Linked DNA regions of Mus musculus: region 1 is linked to region 2. The links are chromatin contacts, called in public HiChIP or PLAC-seq maps. All regions are on one chromosome and are shown on one strand. Each heading gives the region's core, a stretch centred on a gene start, on an enhancer-like site or on the middle of the called end of the contact. The rest is flanking DNA. Distances are from core to core; before and after follow the strand shown. Region 1 overlaps Adamts17 (a disintegrin-like and metallopeptidase (reprolysin type) with thrombospondin type 1 motif, 17). Region 2 overlaps Adamts17 (a disintegrin-like and metallopeptidase (reprolysin type) with thrombospondin type 1 motif, 17).

What was found. HiChIP or PLAC-seq counts read pairs in DNA pulled down with a chosen protein or histone mark.
Region 1: a contact with region 2 is called in an H3K27ac HiChIP or PLAC-seq map of heart atrium, with 5 read pairs. The contact joins two enhancer-like sites. A contact is called at or near these places in 3 of 484 Hi-C or Micro-C datasets (the HL-1 cell line, nephron progenitors and uterus), 1 of 115 datasets of contacts at active chromatin or transcription factors (heart atrium) and 2 of 9 other capture datasets (adipose tissue and liver).

What each region holds. Positions count from the first base shown.
Region 1 is chr7:67,010,369-67,015,827 of GRCm38.p6, reverse strand. The region is part of intron 10 of Adamts17 (a disintegrin-like and metallopeptidase (reprolysin type) with thrombospondin type 1 motif, 17); the gene reads right to left. Among named protein-coding and RNA genes, the nearest start is that of Gm33627, 170 kb to the right of the region's middle. Within about 2 kb of position 2,462, at least 12 of the 459 cell types and tissues checked have an H3K27ac peak or open chromatin away from gene starts, as enhancers often do. A contact at or near this core is called in heart atrium, where this site is marked.
Region 2 is chr7:66,925,557-66,930,932 of GRCm38.p6, reverse strand. All of the region lies in intron 7 of Adamts17 (a disintegrin-like and metallopeptidase (reprolysin type) with thrombospondin type 1 motif, 17), which reads right to left. Among named protein-coding and RNA genes, the nearest start is that of Gm33627, 88 kb to the right of the region's middle. Within about 2 kb of position 1,847, at least 27 of the 459 cell types and tissues checked have an H3K27ac peak or open chromatin away from gene starts, as enhancers often do. A contact at or near this core is called in heart atrium, where this site is marked.

The sequences.
Region 1 (5,459 bases), core at 1,213-3,712, 84 kb before region 2:
TGACACATGCCTTTAATCCCAAAACCCAGAAGGCAGAGGCAAGGAATCTCTGTGGCTTTGAGGAGAGCAGAGTCTATGTAGAGTTCTAGGACAGAACATAGATGCATAGAAAGATCCTCTAACAAAGAAACAAACACACACACAAACAAACAGCACTCGAAGTTGGGAAGGAAAAGTTAGGTGACAGATATGGAAGGAACTGGAGAGGAAAGAGTGGGGTAGATTTGATCAAATCATATACTAAGCATATGTGAAATTGTCAAACAATAAAAATAAAAGTGATCAAATGTTAAAATGCTTCTGACTTTTCCTGAGCAAATTCTTTTATTTCCTCCTCAAGGGCATTGCCCCTTGAGGAACTTCCCCTCCACCATCTAGCTAACCCTAGTCATGTCCATGTTCACCACAGCTTGCAAATCTAACACTCAGATGCCACATAAACCTTCCAAACTCTCTGCAGGATCCAGATAAACTCACACCCATGTCACAGGACAGCTATAGTCTCTAGCTGAACTCCTATACCACTTCTCTCGGTACCTCCGTGTACCCTGTTAGATAGGACTCTGCTCCTGGTAGGGGTGGCTGTAATTTCCTCAAGGGTCCTACACCCCTTCCCAGGGCTCATCTCCCAAGAGCTGCTCTCCACATTACTAGATAGAGATACAGATTGGACAGTGAACATGGCATCCTGTCTGCCTCTGGAGAGCTCAGTCCAGGACTGGCATCAATGATATCAATAGCTATCCTAATGCCCTGCCCACTCAAGGTCAAATGCAAGGATCTTAGGCATTGTGGAGGAGCAGCCACTCAAACCCATCAGGAACTGGGGACCCAGACTCCTCCAATGGTCCCTTCCTCCTGTCCCAACCAGGAAGCCTCCTCCTCGCCTCCACACAGCCCCGGCAGCACACAGCATCTCAAACAGAGGCATGCCAGCTGGTGGGATGAATAAATGGATAAATGTCCTTCTAAGTCAAGCAATGCCTGCCTTTGAGGTGAAGGAAGAGCCAATGAACTGTAAGCACTTAACTGTTTACCAAGTCTAGGTATCACACACTATCAACACTGTGAGGCAGAAAGTTTCTATCCCATACAAACAGACAAAGAAACAAAATAAAACTAAATCACAAATATACACTGCAAATCCTGTACTGACCTCCAAGCCCATGGTGCCTGCCTATGGGTTGCATGAGGTCTCTATCAGCTCTTTCAGTTCCCAGTTTCCCCTTTCTATTTCTTTCCAAGAACTAAGTCTATCAGGCAGACAAGGGCACTGAACATCTTGTTCATCTCAGGTCTGGCTGCCAGACCCCATAGAGGTGGGAGATCCCTTTATCCAAAATGCTTGAGACCAGAAGTCTTTCAAAGTGTGGATTTTTAAAAAATGGTGTGCATGTGTGTAGGGGAGGTATTTGTAGAGACTGTACTTGTTGAACATTCCTAATCCAGAGACCTGTATCAAAAATGCTCCAGATTTGGGATTTGGTATGGTACAGGTGCCAAGCTTCGTGTTAAGTGCTGCTGAGCAGAATGCTCTCTGGCTTCGATGAAAATATGGTACTTCTGGGTAGACAAAAACATACTAGCGGGAAATGGGGGCAACTCTCAGGCTCCATTAGATCCTGGAAGCCATTCTTGGACAGCAGCAGGAAGTTCCTAAAAACAACAATGAGATGACAGCTTCTGTTTCTCTGATTTAGTCCATGCCACCTTAAGGGCCATGTTTAAGGTCTGGTAATAGGTAGGTTGTTTCCCTGCCTGGTTCCTGCTGGTACCTTGGGAAAACCCAGCTAGCCCTACACTCTGTCCTTGGCCCATGAAAATACAAGGCAGGCTTTAAGGACCCCTTGATTATGTCCCACGCTGTTCCTACTTTTCTCCAACTGGCAGTGGTCCTTCCTAGGGCTGAGCATTTGACTGTCATTCATTTTGCCTCTTTCCTCACTAGGCGCCCACTATGCGCTGAGAGAACAGCTAGTGAGTCCTGAGGGGACGGTTATGTAAACGCCCTTTGAAAAAGCCTTGCTGATAACACAAGCCAAAGGCAGATAACATGCCAAGAGCTGGATGAAACAGTCACTGGTCCAAATTTCCCACAAATACTACTGCAGTTTGAAGTCTGAGTCCAGCATGCCAGCACCGCTCCTGGATCGGTTCCCGAACCCCGGGTGTGGTCTTTCCTTCCATGTTTCTGAGGGCGGTGGAGACCCTTACCTGGCTGCGACTGGGTGCTTCAGGGTGAGAATGGGGGCATTCAGCTGGCAAAGGGACAAGGAATGAAAGATAACACACAACTTGTATTGTCTGGAGAGTTCTCTGAAAAGGCTGTCTACTGTAAGCTTTCAAAACACTTCTGGAAAATCCAGGTTGACTTCTGCCAAAGTCCAGCAGCTTCGGAAGGCTGCAGATGCTGAGACCCAATTGAGAAAGGCAAGGCAGCTTGCAGCTGGGTGTCTAGCTCCACATTCTCCTGCACAAGCCTGTCTGAGAGAGGCAGGGCTACGCAGGCTCCTGGACTCTGCCAGCCTCCTACTCTGGCCAGGTCTGCTGGCACTGAAGGGGCCAATTTTATTTAGACCAGTAGTTTCCAACCTAGTCTGACTGTAAGAATGCTGGAGTCTCTGTGAAAGGGAACGAGAAATTTGTAGCAGGTCACAGTCACTTCTGCCAGTCTCTGGAGGGCGCTCTGAGGTGGCTCCAGGTTGAGATATGATTGACATCAGAGAAATAGAAACATGTTCTGCTGTGGGATTTGAATATCTGGGCTTCCTGGGCATGCAGAGATCTCTGCTATGACTCCAGGTGTCTCTCAGCAGGACACAGAAAGGGTTTCCGGACTGGTGACAGGGAGCTGTGGAGGCACATACTAAGTGAGAGGCTATCTTTGAGGGTTCCAACGTTTCAGGGTGCCAGGAAACATGGCAAGGACACAGTGATGCGAGAAGAGGACAATTAACAGGACAGCCAGCTGCAATGCATCTGCCACTGTCCTGCTGGATCCAAGAGACAATGTAACAGAAAAACAGCCATCGACACTTACTGGTGTGTGCCACGTGCTAAAAGTTAGGTCATCTCTCACTGAACATCTAAAACAACGTGATGATGGGTCAAAAGGACTCGGCCTCTCATTTCTTTTTTTTCAGATTAGCAGACTGAGGCAGAGAAAGACTATGATACTTGATGTAGACAGTTGGGGGCAGGAAGCCTGATTAGGGAGACTCTTATCACTGTGTGAGTCGTACTCAGAGCTATTCGAGTATCATGGTAAAGAGGGAGGGAGGGGGGATATTAGTAGAAGATAGGGTCCTCTCCCCATGACTGCTCCAGATACTCTTGCCAGCCTGAAACAGTTGACTCAAAGCTTTGACACTCAACACTCTTCAACAGCACAAACATCACAGTCCTTTGTGAGTACTATAGTGTGTGGGCACACCCATGTTAATAGTAACTATGGCGAATGCAACTCCTTTGAGCTCCTTCCTTTTGACCTGTGGCCATCGCACACCGGCTCCAGGGCAGTGAAGATAAACTGTGTTGCTGAGAGGCAGCTGACATGTGGACATGAACAAGCATCACGTGGCATCTCTCAGCTGGGACCCTCACATGCTGGACTCTTCAAGAAGGTTGGGGCCTTGGTGAGGCAGTGACCCTGGTCAGGACGTTGCTATGTGTGTCCCCGCCCACTGGCCCTGGTTCCAGTATCGATGTACACTCACACTTCCAGCTGACGGTGTCTACAGCTGACAGTGTCATCTACAGTTCCTTTGCCACCCTCTGCCTCACCTGGCAGGGTGTCTGAGCTCTGACAGCTTTAAAGCCTCGCCGAGGAGTGACTTCGCTGATGGGGGGACAGGAGGAACTTGTAATCGTAAAGAAGATTGATTGTGCTAATTGCATAAAGTTCATTTCCCCTTTCTAATAAATATTTACCCTCTCCTGTTTATAACTTTTATGTTTGGACTTTCTTGAAATGCTTTATTGAATTAAAAACATCACATTACCATTGGCTAAGAGAAGAGACAGTTCTACTTGCCAGTAACTTCTACAACAAATGCCAGTTATTGATGCCAATTTTTTTTTGTAGTTCATATTTCCATAGACAGCCCTGAGCCTTACAATACCAGCATTCTGCAGACAGACACAAAAGATTCAACAGTGATGCTATGCGGGCCTCTAGAACTCCACAAGCAAAACTGGACCGTGGTTTCATTTGTCTTGGTTGTGGAGTATGCAGATGTTCAGGAGAGCAGAAAGCTGGTTACTATTGGAAGCGTAGGTAGCTCCTAACACAGATTGCAGTAATGTTTTTCCTATGAGTAAGGGCATTCGTCTTAACTTCTATGGGTCTTAAAACAGCTATGTGCTATGGGTGCCAGGACAAGAACATACAAGGAAGTCTAGTTGCAAGGAGTTCTACCCAAAGAAGAAAAAGAATTCAGGGCAGCTGGGGCTTCCTACACTGGGCAGAAGCCAGCCTGCCTGCCCCTCTCCCAGGCTCTGAACATTTAGCGGCAGAATTATGATTGTCAAAGCCCAATAATATGAGACTTATAGGACAAGCAGGGAGACAGTGAGGTTTTCAAAGTACAAAAAGGTATTTCCTTGTAAGTAACACAGCAAATTGAGTGTTTCTGGTTTTAAAAATGTTTAAATTACTCCAAGCATGTGAGCCCGTGTGTGTGTGTGTATGCATGCGTGTGTGCATGCACATGTGTATGGGGGGTGTTGGGTTGTGCAGGTGCCATTATGTATGTGTGAAGGTCAGTTACAAGTTGATAGAGATAGTTTCCTCCTTTCTCTACATAGGAACTGGGGATTGAACTCAGGCTATCAGGCTTGGAACGCCCCTGGCCTGTGATCCGTGTTGATAGACACCCGGTATGACAAGGGTTGGCCAGGGGTGCAGTGCTTGCTGATGTTGAAGATGTGGGGAGTACAAAGGGTACTTTGTGATTTCAGCCATGGCTGTTAGACAGAATGAAGGTATCTGTGATTCCTACTCTCAAGACTGCCATGGGAACTGCAAAGACAGCTGGGGCCTACTGCCAGCCATTATACGTGAAGGGGATATTCGCTTCAGTGAGAAGCTGGAGGGAAGAGCTGCGATCACTTTCCCAGCCTGTTTCACAAAAATCCAGTGAAACCATCCAAGGGCTTTAGTTCAGGATAATCATGAGGGGATGGGAAATGCCATCCTGAGACCCGGGAGGCTGGACCTGCCTGCAACCTTCAGTCCAGGTACACTATAGGTTCAACTTTCAGAAGAACTCTTTTATATATTTAGCATTTGTGTGTTTGTTTATTTGATTTGTGTGTATGTGTGTGTGTGTGTACATGCACATGCATGTGAGCAGAATAGCACATATCTGGAGGCTGAAGGACAACTTGGGGAAGCAGTTCTCTTTTCCGCCATGTGGGTCCCAGGGATTGAATTCACGCCGTCCTGCCAGCCCTCAGAG
Region 2 (5,376 bases), core at 598-3,097:
CTTATCTCTGTGTGTGTGTGTTCGAGCATGGGCATGCGTGAGCACACACATGCATGTGTACATGTGTGTCATGTATACCCGAGAAGTCCAGAAGAGAGAGTTACACCCTTCCAGCTGGAGTTACAGGTGGTTGTAATGATCCACGTGGTGTGTGGGAAAATGAACACTGGTGCTTTGGAAAAGCAGTGAGTGCTCTTAACTGTGGAGCCACCTCTCCAGACTGAGGGTTTAGATTTTTTGAAGGTCCCCTCTAGCTACATATAAGCTGTTGAGAAGGCTACAGTGGGTGAAGAAACCTGATACAGCTCGGACCAGAGGAAGTGACAGATATGGTTAAAGGGGGTCTTAATAGCGCGTGTTAAAGTTACGTGTCCATCCCAGGAGGAATGAGGATATTCTAAGAAGACTCTTGTGCCCTCCCTATGGACATGAGACTACTGAACAATGGTCCCCAGGAAATTGTAACTACACCAAGAATCACATGTTGGAGCTGCCAGAGAAGGAACTTATTTCTGGGAAAGAGATTTCACAAGTTCTGACTACTTCTTCATCCATTTTGCAAAAGAGAATGGAGCTAGGATCATGATGGATCAGGAGTAGGCTGGCCTAGGTCTTGGACAGGGGCTTAGCTATATACACCTCTAGCTCTCTGTTTAAACCTCACAATAGAACCAAGAAAATGACCTCTTTATTTGTGGCCATATTGAATAAGTCTTCTTTTTCTGCTTTTCACCATTGCTTGCCTGTTTAATTGGCTTGTTGAGGAAAGGTGGCTAAACCTAGCTTTTTAGGATTGTCAGGGGGCAGACTCTAACCTCCAACCACATTGGTAATAGAGAAGAAGAGACTCATGGTAGGTTCAAAGCATGGATCATGGATTGGCAGAAATAAAGCCAATAGAATGTCAGGTTAACCACTACATTTTGGTTTCACAGTACAGGGACTAGCATCCAATCAAGAGCCTTGGGCACGGTAGATAAGCCTCCGACACTGAATCATATTCCCAAGTACTAAGCAGTTTATAAGAATCACACACCCTTTTTACAAGGGAGGCAGGCTCTGTGACAAATGCTGCCTATTGGTCTTGTGCTTCATCCCCACCACTTTGTCTGATGTCCCATCACAGTTATATTCAGGAGGGAAGGGAAGTGGGAAGGGCTTACGCCCCAGGTCTCACGATGGTCAAGAGACCTGTCTCCAGGGACCACCTCCTTCCACTTCTTCCCCGTTACCTTAGCCCCGACTATAACCCCTGCATTCTTAGCTCCTGTGGACTTACACACACACACACACACACACACACACACACACACACACACAGTGCTTGTAGAATTGGGTGTGGGCAAACGTGCCTCCTCCTCCAACACACTGACTGTCTTACAGGTTCCTTTTCCAAAATGAAAATCTCTTGGGGTTGGGACTTTATCTCAAAACTTATGTTTATCTTGGCAGCCAGAGCTCTATGGCTCGGGAACTGCTGCAACTGGCCTGTGAGGCTAACCCCAGGGACTCCCCGGCCTCTCTGCTGCCTCTCTGGGAACCCTTCCATTTAATCAGCAGCCGAGCCAAGGAGAGAGATGAGCCATCGTGGCTGCTCCTGAATCCCACCCCCCCCCTCCACCGCCTTTGCACAGCTGTTTTGTCCTGTTTGATTTTGTAACCATGGGGTACAGGAGACAATAGAAAATATCTGGAATATTATGAAAGCAAACAAGAGAAGGGCAGCAGGAACTTGGGGAAAGAAGCAGTCTGGTCAACTGGTTTTTGACACGGAATAGCACCCTGGATGCTTGAGAAGAGAGCCTTGGGCTGTACAGTGTGCACGCCTCCAGCTGCAGCAACCTGAGAAGCAGAGGCAAACAGGTGTGGGAAGAGCAGAGATATGAGCCGATTCCAGCCGCCACACCCAGTGGATTCTCTGGGAAAAAAGGCAAGGGTACCAGGGGCTTCCCGGTTTTCCTCTTCAGATTTGTGTGTGTGTGTGTGTGTGTGTGTGTGTGTGTGTGTGTGTGTGTTTTGAATGTCTTGTCAGGCCAGGTATTGAACCCAGAGCTTCATATATGCTGAGAGGGTGGCTCTGCCATGGCACTGGCACGCGCGCGCGCGCACACACACACACACACACACACACACATAGGATAGAGACACAGAGCAAGAGACACAGACAGACAGACTTTCTGCCCACTGTAAACAAGATTTAGATCAGTGTCTACGAAAGTGGACTCTACAGTCACTATAGTGCTTGTGACACATGGTATGATGACCCAGATCTGGCTAAAGGGATCCTAATACATAAGGGTCTGAGGAAGAATTGCATATTTCTAGTACTTTCCAAACTTTTGCTGATGCTTTGGCCCTTAGCTCTGAGTATGTGTGTGTGTGTGTGTGTGTGTGTGTGTGTGTGTATATATATATATATATTTTTTTTTTTTCCTCCACCAACACAAAGGCACCCAGAACCCTGACCATCACCTGTTGAACAGAAGACACTGAAATCGGGTCAATGTAGCCCACACCTGGGGACACATCTATGAAGAGGAGGAGAGTGGCTCTGTGATAGGTGGGCTGTACTGTTTGGATAATGGATCCATATTAACCTTCTTGTGTTAAAAGAGCTCCTGAGATTAACATGTGTGTGAGCCAACCTAGGGTTCCTTAAAACAGTGCTGGGCCCCATCTTCAGGCACCAGATTTGAGAGATTTGAGTGGCACAGTTGGCATTAAAACTATTGATTCAAGGACCACACTTTAAGAACCCCTGCTTTCTGTTATTGTAGCTGAGGGCCCTTTATGTCCTTGTGATGGTTTGTCATATTAAAACAAGCCTGGCACAGGCAGCCTGATCTTAGAGAAGCTTGCTCATTGTTTACTGTTATTTCACTGGGGCTCATGTGCATGTCTTAAACATTCACACTTTGACAAAAGGCAGTGATGATGTGAGTTTCCGAGTTCCTTCCCACGTGTTCCTGGTTGTGCCTGGAGCACTCCCACAGCTGACCCGGATTAGAGATGGTAACCAAACGGCTCCCCCAGGACCGTGGATGTCCGTGTTCGCTAGGATACTGAATCATATGCAAGGAATTACTCTGTCCCGGTGTCCTGCCACCTCATCAGATTTTCCATGAACCTAGTGTTGGTCTTCAAGCGAGGCAGGGTGGTGGTATTCTGGCAGGAGCAGACTCAACTCTGCTGACAGTGGGAACCTGAGCTCTGTGTGGTCTTCTTGCTTTTGTGCAAGAAGCAAAGGAGGTGGGGGACCAGGACTATGACTGGGGAAGAGCAAATCTGTCGACCCTTGCTGTGACTTCACTGATTAATATCAGCTTGATAACTAAGGACTTCTAGATGCCCTGGCAAGCCAAAGGTGCTACAAATGCTTTCCAAAATGTCCCTTCTCTGAAAAGCCTTTGTCCAAGCAAACTAAAATTTCATACCTCAAGCCATCAACTATCTGTCTTCATTCTTTACCATTTACCTGCATCCAGGGTCTACAGTCTATTTATTGCTACAGTTTGGTGCTGAATGTCTTACAAATGCCCATGTGTTAAAGGTTTAGTCCCAGCTTGCCACTGCTGAGAGTTGGCAGACCCTCTGAGAAATGTGGCCTATATGGAGGATTTTAGGTCATTAGGGGTATTTTCTTCAAGGGATTTGAGATGTACCTGCCTCCCAATGATGCATTTTTCTTTTTCTCTTGGCACATGGTGAGGGGGTTTGCTAGACCACGAAATGTAACCATGATGTTCTATTCTCCCAACTGGGCCAGCTAAATATTATTGGAAACTTCTAAAGCCATGAGGAGAAACATCTTTTCTCTGGGGCAGGAGAGATGGCTTAGTAAGTATGAGCATTTGCTGCTCACACAGAGGACGAGAATATAGATTTGGTTCCCAGTACCCACATGGCAAATCACAACCATCTGTAAGTCCAGTTTCAGGGGAGCTAATGCCTTCTGGCTTGTGATGGCATTAGTACTACTACGACTATGACTACAACTACAACTACTACTATTCATACGCACAAACACACACATGTACACACACACACAACAAAACACATACACATAAAGAGTTTTAAAATAAACATTTTTTTCCTTTGTAAGCTATTAACTCAGGCGTTTGTTATGTAATGGAAAGCTAACATACTCACTGATCATCATGGAAGCCCCCACCTGCTCGCCACTATAACACAAGCCCCACAAGAATGAGAGTCTGTTGTGTGCATTGGCATCCCCAGGGTTAGGGTGGCACCTGGAAGGTACTCAACCTTGTCAATGTGAGAAAGCAGAATGTGTTTGCAAGAATAGAGATCCCTCAGAAAAATGCTTCACATTGTAAGGACATAGAAATGAAGCAAGTACCAGGGAAAATAGTGATGGGCAATTTAACACTTGCTGAAATAAGAAATGGACACAGGGGTAGCAAAATGGGCTAGGAATTAAATTCCCAGGCATCACAGTGAGATAGCTGACCTCAGCTTTACCATTCATGAGTGGGGACATTTCACATGAGAAGTATATTCTTTTAGTGCCTCAGTTTCCCCATGGACTAACAAAATAAAGCCTTAATATAAAAGACTATTGAAGGCTAGTGTAGATTGTATAAGAATGGCACCCATGGGCTTATACATATTTGAATGCTCAGTCATCAGAAAATGACACTGTTTGAGAAGGACTAGGAGGTATGGCTTGTGGAAATAAGTGTTGCCTGATTGGAGGAAGTGTGTTACTGTGGGTGGGACTTGGGATTTAAAAGCCAATTAATGCTAGGCCTAGTTCTGTCTCTTGGCCTGTGAATAAGGATGCAGTTCTCAGCTATGTTCCAGAACCATGAAATGCTGCCATGATGATAATGGACTAAACTTCTGAAACTGTAAGCCAGCCACCTCTTTATAAGAGTTGCTTTGGTGTCTCATGGTATCTCTTTACGGGAGCAGTGACTAAGATAGGTAGGGAGATGGCTGAGGGCAAAGCTTTTCAACTTGCCAAGGATAAATTAAAGTCAACTTGGCCCTTGAGCATTCATTCCCTGGCATCTAATACGGTGAACTGTGTTGATGTTTCCCGTAGTTTGGATATTAAATGTTTCCCAAATGCTTTGTTTTAGTGGCTTGGTCGTGAGCCTGGGATGGTTTTGGGAGGTGGTGGGACCTATAGAGGATGGAAGTTAGGGAATATAACCCTGAAGGATATTTGGAACATAGACCTTGTCCTCTCTGTCTCTTCCTCACCATATAATGCACAACTTTACTCCGGCATGTGCTCCCAGCCATGATGATGCCAAATCTACAATTTCATCCAATTATGGGCTCAAGCCTTTGAAACTGTGAGTTAAGACACTTCTCATCTCTCTTAACTTTCTTTTTTAGTTTGTTTGT